Linked DNA regions of Sus scrofa: all the other regions are linked to region 2. The links are chromatin contacts, called in public Hi-C maps. All regions are on one chromosome and are shown on one strand. Each heading gives the region's core, a stretch centred on a gene start, on an enhancer-like site or on the middle of the called end of the contact. The rest is flanking DNA. Distances are from core to core; before and after follow the strand shown.

What was found. Hi-C and Micro-C count contacts between places; a contact is called where the count stands out from the background.
Region 1: a Hi-C map of subcutaneous adipose tissue shows a contact between it and region 2, with 2.2 times the contacts expected there. The contact joins the enhancer-like site here to the promoter of HAPLN3 in region 2. A contact is called at or near these places in 2 of 5 promoter capture datasets (fetal skeletal muscle and liver), 16 of 47 Hi-C or Micro-C datasets (alveolar macrophages, embryonic fibroblasts, epiblast stem cells and 9 more) and 1 of 2 datasets of contacts at active chromatin or transcription factors (skeletal muscle).
Region 3: a Hi-C map of liver shows a contact between it and region 2, with 4 times the contacts expected there. The contact joins the promoter of ABHD2 here to the promoter of HAPLN3 in region 2. A contact is called at or near these places in 2 of 47 Hi-C or Micro-C datasets (heart right ventricle and liver).

Annotation. Positions count from the first base shown.
Region 1 is chr7:54,600,145-54,603,174 of Sscrofa11.1, forward strand. No RefSeq gene overlaps it. Among named protein-coding and RNA genes, the nearest start is that of MFGE8, 47 kb to the left of the region's middle. Within about 2 kb of position 1,402, at least 40 of the 83 cell types and tissues checked have an H3K27ac peak or open chromatin away from gene starts, as enhancers often do. A contact at or near this core is called in alveolar macrophages, embryonic fibroblasts, fetal liver and 4 more, where this site is marked.
Region 2 is chr7:54,535,645-54,538,790 of Sscrofa11.1, forward strand. It overlaps HAPLN3 (hyaluronan and proteoglycan link protein 3), which reads right to left and starts at 1,785. Exons shown (of 6, transcript XM_001925622.7): 1 at 1,368-1,785; 2 at 1,156-1,264. The coding sequence starts at 1,530.
Region 3 is chr7:54,653,821-54,656,993 of Sscrofa11.1, forward strand. It overlaps ABHD2 (monoacylglycerol lipase ABHD2), which reads left to right and starts at 1,874. Exons shown (of 11, transcript XM_001925989.7): 1 at 1,874-2,091. It also overlaps LOC102161272.

The DNA.
Region 1 (3,030 bases), core at 152-2,651, 64 kb after region 2:
TTTCTAAGCCCAGGGGAGCAACTTTGGTGTGTTAACTTTCCTGGGCCATGGTCTGTTTATTGCTCAAAAGGCTTTTTTAGGGTCAGGAATCCTTTTGTTGGTTTCTGCAGTGGGCTGCCTTGCCAGTGACAACATTAGGGCAGCAACGGAAAAAGACACACTTCCTGTTCCTGGGTAAACCCACTCCATAGTCTTGGTGAGTAAGTTCTTTCACCATTTTCCCAATAAATGACTCACTCTCCCGGAGGCAATTCTGTGGGCACTTCCTGGACACCCACTCACCTGGAAAAACTGAGGCTGCTCTTGGTCAGAGCAGGTCTTCCGCTACCGCCATCAAGGAAGACAAGGGGGCCATTGTAGGTAGAAATGACTGCCTTCTCTCTCCTTCCCCACATTTACCTAATCCCCTCAATGCCCGGGGGGGCCTGCCCTCAGTACCCGAGTGAGCCATAAGGAACACTCAGATTTGGCTTAGGGTCTGGAGAACTGGCTAGGACAAAGAGGACCGATTTAGAATGAAAATGAAGCTAAGAGACATCCCTAGGGCTGTTCCAGCTTAACCGCAAAGGTAGCACTTCCCTGCACTTTCCTGGTAGCGGAAGCTATGAAACGCCCAAAGCACCACACTGGGTGTGCAGTTGTGTTCCTACTCAATCCCCACTGGCCACGTGCCTTGATCTCCAGCTGTAAAAAGGGGCCCCACCTCTGGCCTTTGAGATGCAGTGAGGAAACTGTGACACCCGCCCAAATTTGCTATGTGCTTCTCCCCAGCGCCCTCTAGTGGCTGACAGGACCCACTGGTTTCTCACCTCCTCTCAACCACCCCAGCTTCGGATTCTATGAGGGACTCTTTTGCAAGACAGAACGCTTCCCTGACGCTGTCACCCCGTCACACATCCACCCTCACCTCCCCACACGCTCACCACAGTAAATGTGCTTGTAAGATCTATTGCTTGAGAACATGTTTTTGAAAAGTGGCAGTTACAATGGGAGGTAAAGCATGCTATTTGCTTACAAGTCTTTGGTGTGCCTACATGTGTGTGCGCCCAGCAGCCTCGCTTTAATTTCAGGAGCTTCCCAGAACAGGAGTTACTAACCAGGTCAGGCCACTCTGGCTCTTGTATTAAAAACAGACGCTTGCTGTAGCCACGGGCTGACCGTATTTAGGCTCTGGCTGCGCAGGGCTCCATTCTTGGGGGAAGTTCCAGAAGCTGCTGTGCTCTTTCGCCAGGGCTGACTGGAATTCCCTGGAGGCGTGGTGGGGAGTCACGTGTACCCTCAGCTTCCAGGCTGGACTGCGGGGCAGAGGGGCTCTGTTGCCTGTGACCGTGTCCTGCTGTCTCTAGTGCCAGCACGCAGAGCGTGTTTAAGAATGTTCCAGAGCGTGAGGTTAGTGAGCTCCTCCCCCAGCGTTGTGGTTACTGCCACCACAACCCCCAGCGCTCTGTGAGCTCCTGCTGTGTGCAGAAGACATTTCAGGAGTTTTCAAAACGTAGAAAACAATGTCCTTGTCCTCCTAAAACATAATGGTTTTCCGGGAGAGGGGGGGGTGATGACACGAGTCCATAGGAGGAAATAATTAAAATTCTGTTTAATTCCATCAAAACCAGCTGAGTCCCTGAGGTATTTTAAAAGTGCCTTAAAAGAGCTTAGCTAGACTTGTGAGGACAGTGAGGACAAGTAAGGGGACAGTATTAAACTATAAGGGTCCGTGGTACAAAGTAGGGTAAGGTTGCATCTGTGCTAACCAGGACTCGTTCTGCTGTAAATGCCAGTCATACAAACTCACACAAACAAACAAACAAAATATTGGTTCATTGAACCAAAGGATTGGATGGATAAGAATGGGTCAGCCCCAGGGACAGCTGAATCCAGGCCTGAAATGCCTGGGGACTGCTCTCACCTCTTCCCTTCACCCCCAGGCTTTCTCCTTCCCTGTGGTCTACACAGAAGGGCTTTCTCTGCAAAGCAGGAAAACGGCCCCAGCAGATCTGGACTCACACCTTGGCTTTCTACCAAAGAGGAAAATAATTCTTCCCTTCTGGTTCTATTCAGAAGGAGAAAAATGAAAAGAACAAAGCAAAAAAGGTCTTGACACCCCACTCTTATGGGCAGAGTACTTTTTTTTTTTTTTTAGGGCTACACTGAAGGCATATGGAGGTTTCCAGGTTAGGGGTCAAATCGGTGCTGTAGCCACCTGTCTATGCCACAGCCACAGCAACTCGGGATCCGAGCCACATCTGCGACCTACATCACAGCTCACTGCAGTGCCAGATCCTTAACCAGGAATTGAATTGAGAGAGGCCAGGAATTGAATCCACGTCCTCATGGATGCTAGTCAGGTTCGTTAACCGCTGCGCCATGATGGGAACTCCTAGGCAGAGTACTTTTATTGGTAGCCCATTTAGAGTCTAGTAGCTGGCATGCAGGGAGAAATGTCCCCTGAAAGAAGGGGAAATAGTGGTCTTGGCAGCCAAAACAAGGTATGAGGTCGTGTCTCTAAGCCAGCATAAGCCATGTGATCGTTTTTTCTAGAATGAGTGTCCATGGTTTTTAACCAATTGTCAAAAGAATCCTTAACCCCAAAACTTAGCTCGAGAAGGAAATTTGGTGACCAGCCAGTTTAAGTTTCTCATTTTATAGAAGGCAATACTAAGGCACAGAGAGTTTCATTGTTTTGCCTAAGACCACACAACTATGGTGGGATTCTCCATTGGTTAGATGTAGGCTGGGGATGGGATGTGTGAGAAGGAAAAGTGAAACCTAATCTGAAGTTTAGAGTCAAGGTGATTATTTTTTAAATGGTGATAGAGCATCAGAAGAACATGTGGGGAGAAATAAAGCCCAGAATGAGGTGAGGCTTATTTTTAAAAAAGAAAAATTTTTAAATCCTCTAAAGTCAACAAGGCCTGCTTTGGTTATGTTCCAAGGCCCCACCAATGTTTGTAATCTTTGAGGAATTTTTAAGAATGGGCGAGGCGCCACCTGACTGGAAATAGGCAAATGTTGTTCTAATTTTCCAAAAGAGGA
Region 2 (3,146 bases), core at 535-3,034:
GGTTAGAGAAATTCGGGTCTCCTGAAGGACCAGCCTTCCCTTTTCCCAGCACCCCTTGCCTCAGGACCCCTCCGCATAGCGGAATAACTGAACCCTGACTTGAAAGGAAAAGTGAGCCCCGCCAGGCTGCCTGCCTACACCGAGGACACGTCTCCCAGACACCAGCAGGGGGCAGCATTGCCCGCCAGGTCTCCAACGGCCTGGCTCCCCCAGAGAAATTTGACTTGGATGCCCCCAGTTTGGGCAAGGCTTACAAGCGCCTTTGAAAACTGTGGCTCCCGCGGAGTGGAAGCTGGAGGTGTTTCCTACCAGCTTTGCCAGCAACTGGCCCGTGCAGAGCCCCGGGAGTGGGGCCAGGGTGCCACTCAGTCCCCTCCCCTGCCGCAGAGGGTGAAGGCACTCTGGAGGTCAGTGCTGGACACCAGGCTGGGTCACAGGTCGGGTCCACCCAGGGAGTCGATGACAGAGCTGGGTCCAAGTGCTCTGCGCCGTTTCCTTCCAGGCTGCTTACGAGCCCTGAATTCCTCCCTGAGCAACGCATCTCCCACCCAGGGCTCCCCACTCGCCACCCTCCCGGCCCCTCTGCTGTGCCTGAGATAGAGACCCCGGCGAATCCAAGCCCGAAACCGACAGCACCTGCTGCGTTTGCCCTGGAACAGCCAGAGCAGACCGGCGATGCCGAAAGGCGCACTTCGCTTGCCCGCTCTGCCTTAGGAGGTGTCCCCAGCCCTCCCAGGGTTCCTGGGGCCCCAGAGGATCCGACACATGCCTGGGGGCAGAGCCCGGATCGCTGTGGTGGAGGCTGCAGGCCCGAGACTGGATGAGATCGGAAGGGACCTGGTGGCTCCCAGAGGGAAAGGGGCTGGACCGGGCAGTGGTCTCCGAGGCCACGGGTTTCCCTTGGGATTTGTCTCCTCTCCCACAAAGGTCTGTGCACAGGGTCTAACGCAAGTCAGCTCGCGCCCCGCAAGGCTCCCAGCCTGGCACCCCAGCCTGCGACCAGCTCGGCCCCGGCTCCGCGGTGCCCAGCGCACTCCTCCTGCCTGCGTCCCCAGCCCCTGCCCTGGGACGCAATGGGCCTGCGGGAGACCCAAAGCAGAAAGGGCGGAACTGGCCCAAAGGGGTCCCAGGAGCCAGGCCACCCGAGCCACGTACCGTCCCCAGGCGTCTGGCTCTTGACGTCTCGAGTGCTCCTGGCTGCAAGCTGACCAGGTCCGAGGAAGCGGACAGATTTGAGGGTCTTGAACGGCCTGAAGGGAAGGGGCTGCGAACAAACCCCCGCGCTTCTTTAAAGAGCCAACTCCTTAAAGAAACACACGCCCCTTTTTCCTGCCCTCTGGGCCCAGCCCAAGGGAGGAGGTGCCTACCGACGCGGGCTGTCTCCAGGCTCGGCCGGGGACCACCCCCAACCCTCGGAACTGCCGGCCGTGCGGTGAAGGGAGGAGGGTCCGGGCCTTGAGCGGCTGTCCCATCTGGGGGAAGGAGGTGCGGGGGGATGGAAGAGGAGCCTCTGTAGAGGGAGGGTCTCATTAGAACGTTCTGGCTTTGCCAAAAGCCATGGGACTAAGCAGGAGGAGCCCCTCTCCACCCTCGGCAGGCAGGCTCCGACTGCCCCCCACCTGCAGGAGAGGGAGGGCTGAGCATGCTATATGCCTGCCTTGTCCCCCATAGAAGGCAAGGGGTCGCTGACAGTCCTCCTGCCCCGGAATTTGGCCACCGGAAATGGCCCGCCAACCTCCTCACTCACGGTCAGGTACAGGCACGCGGCCTCTGGTAGGCGGGGCTTGAATGAGCAGCCCTGGGGGAAGGGGATCCAAGGGATAAGGGATGGTGCTGCCAGAGGCCCCGCAGGAGCGATGGGCCTTCTGATTGGCCCTCTAACAGGGGCGGAACCCTGCCTTAGACGCCTGACCTGTCAGCAAGGCCATCAGGCAGCCACTTCCCAGGATGCCTCTGTTTGGACGGGGTGATTTTTTTCCCCTCCAGATCGACGGGGAGGCTTGGCCTGGACAGCCCTATCATTTCCGCAGCAGCAAAGCCTCAGGAGGTCCTTCAGCCTCGGCTGGGAGCTGGCCAAGTGGTCACTGAACCCAGAGCCTCTTTCTAAACACAATTTTGACAGCCCGTGTGGGGGTGTGTGTGTGTGTGGGGGGTGTTGCACACACGCAGCCAGGAGTAAATCACAGCATGAAGAGCTGCGGTGGATGAGATTAAATTGCACCAAAGTGAATGGCAGCATGATGAACAAAAGGGAACCAATGAAGGTTCCTCCACAAGGAAGAGAGACCCGTCTGAGCACTGGACGCAAGAGGACTGGCAAGAGAAAAAAAACAGGACATGAGTTCCAAGGAGGAAACTCACAAGCTTCTCTGCCACCAGGCTTTGCATAGGTGTTTGCATACATTCTCTCCATCAGTTCCAAGACCATGGAGTAGGTCCTATTCCTCCCACTTTACAAACAGGGAAACTGAGGCCCAGGGAGGTTTAAGGAAATTGCCCAAGGGCACTCAAGAGCCAGGATTTGAACCCAGGTCCTCTTGACTTGAGGCCTTGTGCTCCTAACCCCTCCACTCTATTAAAACCAGGAACGGAAAGGAGACTCGACTCCCGGGAGCGGTGGGTCAAGGGCCCACAGGGGTAGGGACAGCCACAGGGGTAGGGAGAGGAATGGACAGCTGAGAAGGTCAGTTTTGCTACAACGAAGCAAGCTCAACATCCCAGCCAGTGGCAGGACTGGCCAGTAGGTGGAATCTCAGAGCTGGCTCTCAGGACTGCTGTCAGGAATAAAAACCTCAATCTGCAGAGGTGATGGTGAATGCTGGTGAAGTGGAGGTGCCTGCTCAGCAACAGCCTAGGGCAGAAGGGGTCAGAAATGAGGGGCCCCCAGTCCAGGGTCCCAGGAGGGGGACTTTCAGAAGGCCAACACATCCAAGGCTGCAAAGAGGAGTGGAAGAAGGGACTGAGAGGTGGCTTAGGCAATTCTGGGGTCACCTTGGGTCTCCTGGGCCAGGTGGGGGACTTGTGACCACTGCTCACCAGACCACCCTGCCAGCCAGCCAATGAGTCTGGCCTGCAGAAAATTCAATGCCTCAAAGAGGGACAAGTTGACACATGGGAGTGAAGCTCTGTTTCCCCCTCTGCAGGTG
Region 3 (3,173 bases), core at 624-3,123, 120 kb after region 2:
TTTTTGTGGCTCTGAATCCAGCTGGAGAAATCTTTTTGGATCTCGGGAGCCACATCAGGTTTTTCAGGGCCTAACAAGACATCTCAGTCTCCTTTAGCAAACATGAGCAGGAGCAAACCTGTTTCCCTAGCAGGAGTGCAGACATAGAGATGGCCACCGAGCAGTACTATTCAAAGACACAAGAACTGGAAAACCATGGAGCAGAACCAAGTGTGTGGGGGTATGCGAGCACGCGCGCGCGCGCACACACACACACACACACACACACACACACACACACACACACAAAGTGGCAACAGATCCAAAGCTCTTTTCTGGAAGCCCCAATTTTTTTTAACACAAAGAGTCAGAACGACAGGAGTCCCTCACTATAACCCTCTGTTCAGGTTTTTCTTTCCCCAAACGGAAGAGAATATAGAGGAATAAATAAATGCTGAAATAAAACTTTTTGTTTTAAGTAACGTGACAACTGAATGAAAAACAAAGCAGAGGATTCTTTCTCCTTCTTCCCTCGAGAGCACCATGGTATGGGTTCTCTCAAAGGTAGGCCCAAAGGAGCTGGGAAATAGCCTTGAGAGGCTATTTCCATTCATATTCTAGGACTTCCATAGCTTCGGAATGGGGAATGGGCTTCAGGAGTTCCTGACAGATTTTATGCAGTGGTTTCTGGTGCAGTGCTGATCAGCCTTCCAAAGGATATGTGGTCTCACTCCACGAAACTTGAGCCACTGGACACATGGTTGGGTGAACAGGAAAAAGGAAGCTCCATTTTTCAAAATCCTGAAATATGTTGAAAAAATTAACATGAATGCAAATACCACTTTCCTTCTCTGGCTAAAATCACAACTCCCATCTCATTCCTTGCTCTCTCTCTTCCAGCCCTACTGTGCCTTGGCAGGGTAGCCCTCTCTGCCCTTAAGCATTTGCTTTTCAAGCTAGTCAAGTGTTCTCTTCTTGGTAAAAGCACATGCCATTGCAAAAGCAGTTTCAGACTCATAGAATTTTAGAATTGGACTTAGTTCCACAAACCAATGGGTAAGTGGATGGGGAACCAGTCTTGATTGAACGCCTACTGAGTGCCAGGCACTGTTAGTGTTTACCAGAATTATTTAAACTTCTCATTAACTACTGTTGTTACTCCCAGTTGCCAAATGAAAAATAATCAGGATGCATGCAGAAAAATTAAATGACTTGCTCAGGGCCATGCAACCTGTACACACCAAGAGGGATTCCAACTCTAAGATCTGCTTCCGAAGGCTACGTTCTTCCAGGCTGCTTTCAACTGAGCAAGGGTCATCTTAAGAGCTGAAAGGACAGTGGGACAATGACTGAGGTCCACCCTGCCTGCCACGTCCCCATCATCCTTCCCTAGCTGGCAGAGGCCAGAGGCTGCTGCCTTCACATCCTTTCTTCTCCTTATGGCTTGGTGACTCACTAACTTCCCTCCTCTCTCCTGGGACACGAGCCCCAAATCTTGCCACCAGTGTCCTGAACTACAGGTGAGTCCAGCAGTCGACCTGGAGCCTTCAAGCCCGGCAGCTGAGCTACCAGCCAGCCTCCCTCCTCCCAGCCCCAGAAGACGTCTGACCTTACCCAGCCCCCCAAACCAGCTGCGGTCACAAATGCCTCCCTCTCGGTACCCCGCCTCCATCAACATCAACCACTACCCAGCTTTCCGCGCTCTTATCTTTGCCCTGCCCACTCCAGGCTGGCTTTATCCTATAGCGTCTTGACCCACTGGCTAAAGACGTCAAGAATAACCAATTGTCGTGGAGCTCTCGGCTGAGGGCTCCGCCTCCACTCTGAGGAGTAGGTCCCCTGACCAATGGGCTACCCTCTGGATGTAAAAAGCCCTCGGGGCTCATAGAGCAGAAGCCGGGCGGCCCAATGAACGGGCTAGTTTCCGTGGTTAGGGGCGTGGTAGAAGCGGTCGTCAGGGGCGGGGCGGCAGTTGCTTGGGCGGGGCCGGTAGCGGCGGGAGCTGCACTGGCCAGGGGTTCCGGCTGCATTTCCATGAGCGCCGGCGGCAGCGGCGGAGCTGCGGAGACTGGACTGAGGGCGAGCTGGGCCGCTGTAGTCAACCGCGCTCAGGTAAAGCCACGGTCGAGCTAGCTCCGCTAAGCCGCGATCGAGCCCCGGATCAGTTGGGCTAAACCCCTGAGCCCCGCGGTCCTGTCGTGGCTCGGCCCATCGCGCCGTTGCCTGCGGCTCGGGATCCTCGGGGGCCTGTCACCTGGCGCCTCGGGGGTCCCCAGGGCCGTCGGGGAGGGAAGCAGCCTGGATCACATTGGGTGGGGTACGCCTTCCTGAAAGCTCTTTGTCCCCTCTCGCCTCGGGCACAGAGGCTGGGGACATTCCCGACTGCGGCCTCCCTGCCAGCCATTCCTGCATCCGTGCGCACCCTTGGGACCTCTGGGGTCTGAGGCAGGGGTCTTGGTGAAGGAGATATGGGACCCGCGCCTATAGGGAGAGGGCCGGGGGCCTAATTACAAACCCGGAATACCGGAGGGCCCTCTGTGTTTCTGGGCTCAAGAGGCGCACCCAGGACTGATAGGTTCAAGTTGGGAGGTAGCTTTTGACCCACTTGGAGGCGCACTTAGGGAGCTCGGCCCTGCGCCCGGCACCTTTCTAGGCTCTTCGTGATCTTTCCCCACAGTGAGAGCTGTCCAGCAGCAGGCCCTGCTAGGCGAGGCAGTCACCATCTCGACCTTGGAAGTGACCAGGCAGAGGCCAAGTGACAGCCACCTGTCAGGGATGCTTAGAAAGGACTCGAAAGGGAAGACTGCATGACCCACCTGTAAGGCCCTTCTCCACTCACAGAGGCACTCTGGGTGACCTTTAATGCCTACCTTGAGAAGAGTACTGCTGGGGGTCCATTAGTTTGAAAGTGGATGTTGTGTGGTCTCAACTCTCAAGAGTCTGTGCTAGCAAAGAGAATGGACCCTGCCAAGTAGCTTATTTAGCCATCATGAAACTCCTTAATTTGAACTACGTGGGCTGCCTCTAATCATCTTCCTAATTCCTCTCTCTTGGTTGCTCCACCTCCAGTGTGTTAGTTTGACTTGCATTCCAGTAACCAGATCCAAAGGCAGGCTCCAAGATCAGACTCAGGAGAGTTGCCGGGGTGGGGGTGGGAGACTGTAGGTTTGGCAGAGTTAATGTGATCTGGCCCC